Regions from separate parts of the Gossypium hirsutum genome. Here region 2 is linked to region 1. A link is a contact called in public Hi-C data. All regions are on one chromosome and are shown on one strand. Each heading gives the region's core, a stretch centred on a gene start, on an enhancer-like site or on the middle of the called end of the contact. The rest is flanking DNA. Distances are from core to core; before and after follow the strand shown. Region 1 holds the start of LOC107901772 (biotin carboxyl carrier protein of acetyl-CoA carboxylase, chloroplastic). Region 2 holds the start of LOC107900078 (protein STRUBBELIG-RECEPTOR FAMILY 5).

The links. A called contact is a pair of places that touch in the nucleus more often than the background predicts.
Region 2: a contact with region 1 is called in a Hi-C map of leaf, with 2.5 times the contacts expected there. The contact joins the promoter of LOC107900078 here to the promoter of LOC107901772 in region 1. A contact is called at or near these places in 11 of 34 Hi-C or Micro-C datasets (callus, hypocotyl, leaf and 2 more).

What each region holds. Positions count from the first base shown.
Region 1 is chrD06:32,709,602-32,714,311 of Gossypium_hirsutum_v2.1, reverse strand. It overlaps LOC107901772 (biotin carboxyl carrier protein of acetyl-CoA carboxylase, chloroplastic), which reads right to left and starts at 2,113. Exons shown (of 7, transcript XM_016827919.2): 1 at 1,675-2,113. The coding sequence starts at 1,821.
Region 2 is chrD06:32,933,993-32,938,702 of Gossypium_hirsutum_v2.1, reverse strand. It overlaps LOC107900078 (protein STRUBBELIG-RECEPTOR FAMILY 5), which reads right to left and starts at 2,693. Exons shown (of 16, transcript XM_041095898.1): 1 at 2,552-2,693; 2 at 1,641-1,773; 3 at 1,467-1,538; 4 at 1,285-1,350; 5 at 751-822; 6 at 595-666; 7 at 18-89. The coding sequence starts at 1,756. LOC107901679 (a long non-coding RNA gene) reads left to right here and starts at 3,087. Exons shown (of 3, transcript XR_001685361.2): 1 at 3,087-4,144; 2 at 4,253-4,359; 3 at 4,442-4,710.

The DNA.
Region 1 (4,710 bases), core at 864-3,363:
GGCAGCTCCTTTCCACAAAAAAGTTGCATGATTGTTTTTCATTGTCAGCAGGGCCTAAAGGACATTATACTCTAACAGTAATTTCCACTACGGCATAGTATTCTAAAATAGGTCATCAAGCATTTTACCTTGTTATGGGATTTAGCACTTAACATATAACTCAGATTTTGGTCAAACTTCCAAGAATGAAAAAGATTAAAATTATTTTAAAACTAGTATTAGTTATAACTAAGAAGGCAATGAGGCTCATTTCCTAGCTGCCGGAAAAAAGAAAATTCCATTAATCCTACTAATCAGAAAAGCTTTTATCCTTTAGAATGAATTTTTGCTTAGTAAAGCTTTGGTTTCCATCCTTTGGATTTCCACACATGATACCTCAGTTTATCTGAAGCATCAAAGCCAGTTGCATATCTATAAATTGTCAATTTCCTAGCTTGTATATTTCCTTTAACTCCCATGCACAGAGCTAGTTTCCAATCTTTATTTAGTTTCATATAAACTCTTACAAAACGTATTTGGCTTAAATTACAATTTACTATTATCCCAAAGAAAACCTGAAACTTACAAGTTGTATTATCCAAAAACAAAAAGAAAACAGAAAATAACAAGATAATATTTTTAACATATGATATATGAGAGAACACTAAGAAATACTTAGTTTATGGTTGTAAATGTTATGGTCCAGAGGTTCAGCCTAAAATGGAATCAGTAGAACATAACCCTTCATTCCTCTACTTATTCATAAAACTCTTCTATCACAAAAAGGTGCACAGTTGACCAGCAATGAAGAAAACTGCACTTCTAGCGCAAGAAACATATTGTTTCACAAATAAGAGACTCATGCAAATGAAAGCACAGGCATCAAACATTCAAGTCTTTTGCTCTTTCAGTGAATGATGACAGAAAGATCAGACCATGCTGTGACATGGCAAAAATTACTTATTGTTGTATAAATATTTTAAGAAAAAAAAAAGGAACGAATTTCCTTGCTTTCCTCCCCCTACCCCTAGCTTCCTATCTATTCCTATAATATCGGATAAACTAATTTTTTATTTCTAGCACAATACATGGAAGAGAAATGACCAAGAAAAAAAAACCCATCTAATTACAAACTCAAAGAGAAACAAGCATTCCATCTTCCTTCTGGACACTTGCTTTTACTTTTCCAAAAGTTGCTGAAAGAAAATTCATGTTTGGTTTAACCATGGAGATAACTAAAATGTCGCACACATAAACAATTTTCAATTTCACAACGGGTAAAATAATTTGTAATTCGTTAATGTAAATAAGTTTCTGTATCCAATAATAACAAAAAAAAAGCCTAAAATACGAGGCCAATATGCAAATAAAACAGCATTGAACACATTTATAAAAGCAAGAAAATTTAAATGCAAAGATAAACAAACATCTTCTCCTCTCTTTGCTACTAAATTTAACAACAAAAAGGCAAGGATTCAAGCTTAAATTTGCTCAAACAATGGACATCACCAATTTACACTCTGCTTCTCTCATAGCAACAACAAAAAAGAGAAAAATCTAAGCAAAGATTCACAGAATAAATATATTATCTCTTCCTAGTATGGAATTTGGCATTAACAGATTGAAAGCAGCTAAAAATGCATACTAAAGAAATAAAATTACAAAAAGGGAGAAAATTTAGAAGGATGTAGTTACCTTGGAGAAGAATCGAAGGTTTAGCCTCGAAGAAAAGCGAAAGGAGACGGTGGAGAGCTGAAGGTTAGTGGAATTAGGCAAGGCAGTGGTTGTTTTAGCAACGGAAGCGAAGGCAGCGGAGGGTGTTGTTGAGAGTGAAGAGGCCATTTATTTTTCAATCGACAGAGAGAATAAGAAATGAGATTGGATTTGTAAGAGAGAAGAACTTGAAAGGAAATGAGAAAGAGGATTTAAAAGAGTTACAGAGAAGAAATAAAAGGAAAGGGTTTTGGGGAATCCGTCGAGGAGGGGAAGAGAGGAGGAAACTGGATGAGTTAGTCGATGAAATTGAAGAGAGACGATAGTAGAAAGTGAGGTTCCAAAGTGCGGGATTGGATTAGACTTTGGCCGGCTATTCGCTCCGTTCGATCTCATTCAATTTGGTTTTCTTTTTTTCTTTTACGCGACTCTTATTGGATTAAAGGGGGTAAAATTGTTAGACAAATTAATTTGTAGGGTAGATTAACTAGTAAATTGATTGTAACACCTAAAAATTTTTATTAGACACATGACATTATTCAAGAAGCAGATATAGTGAATTGACTAGAAATTTAAAAAATGAGTTAGATAAATGATTCTTTTGAAGGCAAAGTTAATATTTGATATGGAAATTGAAGCGGATATAGTGAATTGACTAGAAAATTGAAAAATGAGTTAGATAAATGATTCTTATGAAGGAAAAGTTAATATTTGATATGGAAATTAATGAAAAGAATTTTTTAAAGTTGAGAATGTGACCAAAAGGATCAAATCACAAATTTTAAAAAATTTGAGGACTAAAATACACATTTAACCAAAATGAGAAAATGACTTATTATTGATTATTTGGTAGGGAATGTATTGGCTTGTAAGTTAGTAAGATAAAAATCACTTTTGGACAAAATTGGAAGACATTCAAAAGCTAGATGGAAAAATTAACAACTTTACCTAGAAAAGGGTAAATATGTAATTTTTTATATCCATGCATCCATATTAAGATATAAATGTGAATTATTAGATTTGGATATGATAAATACTATTATTATGAAGAAATTGAGTTTTTAGGTAAAAGGGGTAAAATGGTAATTTTACCACAAAAGGACATTTTAATCTTTTTTTGAAGATTTCATGATGAAAATATTAATTAGATAAAATATTTGATAATTAGAATTGTTATAGATCATTATATTGTACTAATGAAATGGCCTACAACTTGTTAAATTTGGACTTAAACATGTGGAGTTAGGCTTTTGGCCAACTTGATGGATATCTTTAAAGAGGAAATAGGGGGGAAAAACCCCATTCATCTTTCCCCTAGCCGGCCATCCCTTCCATAAAGGCTTTCATCTTCTCCTCTCACTTTCCCTTACTTTTTCTTTAATTTTTCTAAAAAAACACATGGAGAACCATATCATGAACCCTCTTCCACCTTTAAACCACTAATTTTTAATCTAGGGTTTCATGGGTTTTAGTGAGAGAAAACTTCATTAACATAAGAGATGATGTTTTTCCAATCTTCAAATCCTATAAATAACCTCTCCCTCTTTCTCTTCTTCCTTGAGGCATCATTTATTTCTCTTCTATTATTCCAAACCTATATTCCACATCGGTTAATGAACTATCTTTGTTAGCAACAACTCAAGCAGGACTAAATTTTTATCAGCCACTAGATTTACAAAGAAATGCTAAAGTGCATACGGAGCTGCAAGCAAAGTATGTATTTTATGCATTTGATTACCGCTCTACGCCACTAAGCTAAAGCTTCTATGTCTCCAATCGAGTCATTCACAAGACCTACTAGGAGCATGATTGGGGACAACCTTTACGACCAATTCGTTGAGCTCCAACAAAAACAAAACCAGGATAATGAGCAATGAACTAAACATAGGAGCGATCATCAAGGGCCGACAAAGAGAAAAAGTAAAGCTCACATGTCAAAGATGACGGGACTCATGGGCATGCCCGTCTCGAAGTGGCAGACATGATGGATGTAAGATATGGGAGACATTCTGATTCACTTTGCGGAACATAATAGATGGCCAACACTTACACCACTCTCAGACATGTTCAAGCGATTCCCACTGCCGGGCGAGGAGGGCGCCAACAAAGAAGAAAAAGAAGATGAGGAGGAGGCCCTGCTTGTGCCACTAGATTGTGAGCGAGTATTTCGACCAGACTGTCATCGACGAAGGGCGTGGTGATCCATGACCCGAGCTATCACAATCAGGCCTAGACTTCGAGAAGGTGGGGTACTGAAGCGTCGACGGGGGTGAATGAGGCAAAGCACCAATTATGGAGGAGTCGAAATCTAAAAATTTTTAATTTTTATTTTGGGTTTATATTTTTAAGACTTATTTTAATTATGGATGCTCTTTATTTTTTAGATTAATTAGGATTTTATTTTATTATATGTATAATTTGTGTTTATTTTTTCTTTGTAGGAACCCCATAGTTACGGCACTACGATTGTGAGCCAAAATCGAAAGGATTAGTCCCGCCAATTGTATCGCACATATCATGCCAATCGAGTAACCTCATTCCTTAATATTTTTAATTACATATTAAGGACAATGTGTCGATAAAGTGGTGGGAGTGACTTAGGAAAAATTTTCAATTTTTTCCATTATATTATATTATTTTATTTCTTTAGTTTTTTTTATTTTTAATTGCATGTTTCCTATGTGCTTGAGCTTGTAGAAATACAAGTGATTAGTTAGAAGTATATACCTAGGTTGTTTGTATAAACTGTAAATTTAGCCTAAAATTAAATAATTTAGGTTGTTTATATTTAGACTAATTAGTTCAGTATATTAAACTGTAAATAGGAAAAAGAGATTAAATATATTACGTGATAAATGTAGATACAAATAGGTACTTATATTTGTAGAAGTATAGGATGTTCGAATTAAGAAGAAAATACTTATTAAAATCCATGGTTATTGAAACAGTACAGTATGACTAGTATAACCCTTATAAAAAAGTGCCAGAGAAAAATCTCAATCGTATTGGCACAAATAA
Region 2 (4,710 bases), core at 1,444-3,943, 220 kb before region 1:
AAAATTTTGCCACTTACAAAGTGTTTAAATTTGTAAGATTTGCAAATGAATTTGGAAGCTTGTCAGATAGTTGATTGTTGGATACATCACTGTAAGTCAGTTCATAAGTTAGTGAAACTGAGCAGTAACGTTTGCAAAGAAGAAAAGGGTTTTTCTTCTTTTCACCAATAATTTGGATAAATCTCAAAAATATAGGTAAATTTTGTTTCAATATTCAATCTCATACATAAACTTTAATTTTAGACAACTATAAATGTAAAACTTTGATTTTGATTGAATTGTAAGCATAAACTTCAATCTTGATTCAATTGCATAATAATAATAATAATGATAATAATAATAATAAATCAATCCAATTATTTTTATGTTGAATAAATAAAGTTGTTCATTTATGTAATAAATAAACTTAAAATGGTATCATCTTACTGTCAATAATGATGTTAATGGTTATGAATATTAAAATTAAAATCAAAGTTAAAATTAAAATTAAAATCAAAGTTTTAAGTATACAATTGTTCAAAATTAAAGTTAATATATTAAAATCTACATTAAATTTATGTTCACATACAGTTTTAAGATTTATGCTGTACTTACAATGATTTAAGTTTTTGGACTTTGCCAAACATATCGCTCAACTGACCCTTGAGTTGATTGTGGCTTAGATTTCTGCAGCAACCAACCAAATATTTAGACATGGTAACAACTGATGAAATTGTAATGAAAATAGAAAGAAACAAATACTTCACTTACATGTCTTCAAGGTTGGTCATCTGAGATATCGAGTAAGGCACGTTACCATTAAAATTGTTTTCAGAAAGGTCTCTGCAAATTGAGCTCATAAGATATATGAGATACTATAGAGAAAGAAATAAATGCAACTTGGATATGTTGTGTAGATCAAAGTGATCAAAAAGAAACTTTCCCATCATTCGGAAGATATATCTCTAGCAGATGGTGTTTGCCTTAAAAACAAATTAACCTTACTTAGATCATTTGATTAAGTAAAGCTAGAAAGACAAAGTGTTAGTCTTGACCTTTACACATTACCGACAATGAAGATGAGGAATATTTTAACTAATCAAATTTAAGAAATAAACTAAATAATAATTTACACCATTTTTAAAAGCTGCAAGCAACATGACTTTAAAACAGGAAAACCAATGGCCACAAAATTAAGATCAGACTGGGGAACTCCATTAGTTATATTCCGAATATGACTTGCAAAGAAAAGAAGAAAAAAAAATTAAAGCTTTCATGCTGATTAACTTAGATCAGCTGACTTACATGCGTTGAGCATTGGGAGGTAGTTGATATGGAATATCACCATTGAGATTGTTTTTGCTCAAATCACTGTATCAGGACCAAAAAATGCACAGCCTTCATATTATGTTTTCCAATAGGTAATTTCTTTTAAAGAAAGAAAATATAACATTAAAGATTGCTTATTTCTGCAGGCAAGTTCTCACAAGATCTTTACTGAAGACAAGCTCGATAACTGGTACCCCAATTGTCCACTGAGTTTTTGGTCGCTTAAGTTTCTGCAAGATTTTAATCCAATTATGTCCTGTTGAATATATAAAATGCAAGACTGGTTCCCCAGACAGATAGGGAAGAATAACAGAAGTATGGGAATAACCTACATTTCAGTTACAGATGAGCCTGAACATTTGATCCCTTTCCAGCCATCACCACATGGATCACCACCACTATCCTTCCAACCACTCAATTGGTCTGGACTATTTAGGCTTTTAAACATCACATTAAGGGCAGAAACTACAAGAATACAATTACCGAGCGTCAAAATTGCGATGCAGAAGGAATTATGTTTATGTTAATGCACTAGACATCCGAGTTCTTAAGCCAAAAATGATAATTCTTGCAGGGAGATAATGTAAACAATGATCAAACATATGATAATATAAGAAGAAATTAGTGTATTTGCCTCTCTTTTTTTTCTCACAAAGCAAAGGGATCTATTTCGAATTTCAAGAATTTACATACATGTATAATTAGCATCAAATATCCCCATAACATAGGCAATTGACTGTTGCCAAATATAATATGTTTGTTGAATTCTCTAGAATCTAAATAAGAGTAAAAAAGGGAGCAACAAACATGGATTGAATTCTTAAATAACATGCATATCAAGAATTGCAGCAAAAGAAAGTTTCTTAAAGATTAAAGTTTAATAAGGCATATTATATACATACCATCTGGGGAATCTGTCTTGGAATGGACAAAAGAAACAAGGGTACCAAGAAAAAGAAGGAAACTTCTTGCAACAAAATAATGCATGTTCCAATGCCAGAAAAACCCAACGAAAAGGCAGAGTTGGAATGTAGGGTTCAATTCCTTTCATGCATAAACCCAAGTAGGAGGAAAAGGAATCAACAAACATCAATGACAACAATCTCCTAAAAACGGAGAAACTTTTTAGGTTTCCCTTGGTGTATTTTTTCTTTGTTTCTTTCCTTTTCTTTCTATATGTTTCGTATATTGTTCTTCTTTTTTTCTCTTTCGAATAAGCTAAATTTGGTTAAGAGGAGGATACCTCTAACAACGGTGAGAGGAGATGTAAAGTGGCGAAGCTGAGGAGAAATAAAATAAGAGCCTTCCAATGGTTCCGGATCTTTCTAACACTTCCTTCCCGCCACCTTTCATAATATAACAAATATTTCTATTTCTTAATATAAGGTACGGTAGAGTACTCTTTTCTTTCTCTTTTTCACTTATTTTTAGCTTTCCTAATCAAGATCATATTCAAAGTTTTAAAGATTAAATGGTTGCAAAAATAAAATTGTGTGCATAGCCAAATTATTAATAATATAGTACCTAGCTATATCGTAACCCAAACTTGCTAGCTGAAGAAATTAATTTGTGATTTGGTTAAAGCTGCCTCTCCAATATTTGCACTGCTTTTGTAAAATGATGGTATCTAGGGCTAGAAAATGATTTTGGCATTTCAAAAGTGTGTTGCAAATATAATTCAAAATTCTGTAATTAGTTAACCACATTTTTTTATTTGTCAAAAAATCCTACAGTTTTTTTTTTTTGAAACTAATTCAGTTTGGGCTTTTATTAACTTAAAAATGAAAAGCACAAAACAATCAGGCTAAAACCAGATGCAAGTTTTGGCCCGAAGAACAAAGCAAAAACCTATAGTCCAAATCTTTAAAAGAAACTAGAAAACAGCCCTAAAAAACATAAAAATCAGAATCCTCTAGAACCTAATAACCTGAATGAGAAATCAAATTTCTATTCTTTTCAGCCAAAAGCAAGTTTGTGGGAGAAGACAGTTCCAAAGAACCAGCAGAAGAGGGGAAAGAACGTTTGTGGGAGAAGAGACAGGTTAATTTGGTCAATTTCCAGCCAAAAGCACTTCAAGCTGAAGAAAAGGAGAAATTTTTAGCTTCGCATCTGGAGAGAAGTGATTTTCTAACAGTGAAATTTTTTGAAGAAAAGGAGTTTGTTCTTTCTTCCTTTTCAGGAAGAAGGACTTTTTTCCCTAAAAGTGCTTCTAAAACGGGCAGAAGAACGGGCCCTAAATGCCATCATATCTTGCCTAATCAGAAAAATCCATTTCAGTTTTTTCAAAATCATCTTTCATTTCATCAATGAGACGTTTCCAGATTTCAATGAAGCCTTGTCCACCACGCCTTTGAATTTCCACTATACAACTTTTTTCTGTAACCTTTCATTTCTTCTCCACATTTGTTCCTGCCCTTTTTTCAGTTTCTTCCAGGTTCTCAGCATACCCCGGGACTCTTCCAATCAGGTAAGACTTTCTTTTTTCTTTAATGTCTCCATCGCTAGTTTATGTGCTAGGCTGTTCGCTTCTCTGGGAATGTACTCAAAATAGCATTTTCCAGATTTTTCCAGTAGCTGATGTATATCTTGGATATATGCTCCGATCATAGATTTATCATAACTTTTTAGTTTGCACTTCTTTATAATTGATAATGCATCCCCTTCAATAATAATGTTTGGCCATTGCATGTCCCTGCCTATTTGAGTTGATGATGATGAATCTCTGTACATGATAAAAGAGTATTTCCTTCGCTATCCCTAGCCACAATTCCTGCTGCCGATTGCCGTAGGTTCCCATCATAGGCTGCATCAAAGTTGACTTTTACAAACTGATCCGGTGGGTGTTTCCACTCTCTGCCTCCTATTTTAACCTGTGGTACTTTTGCTTCAATCTAATTCAATTCACTAATATATCTCTTTATAAAAAATGCTATCTCTTTCCTAGATCTATTAGTCTTTTCATGCACTCTCTTATTCCTTTCTCCCCATATTGCCCAAAGAGCACAGTAAAAGATCCGTCGTTGATTGGGGGAGTTCTTTTCAAAAACCCAGGTGAGCCACTGTACAAAATCCATATAAGGAGCTTGTAATACTTCTGAGAATAATAACTCTTCCTATACTGTTCTTGCCATAGGACATGCACGAAATATATGATTTGTGGATTCTGCTGCTCTGCCACACCCAACGCATGTCACGTTGTTTGAAAGCCTTCTGTAGTTCAAGTTGACCCGAGTTGGAATATAGTTCCATGATATTTTCCAGACTATAATTTTTAACTTAGGAGGTAGATTTAGGAGCCATAGATTCCTATAAAAATTCCTAGATTCATTTTGTAAAGGGTTGTAAAAATTCCTAAATACATTTTGATGTAGGGACGCTTTATTGATGGAAAAGAAACTAATA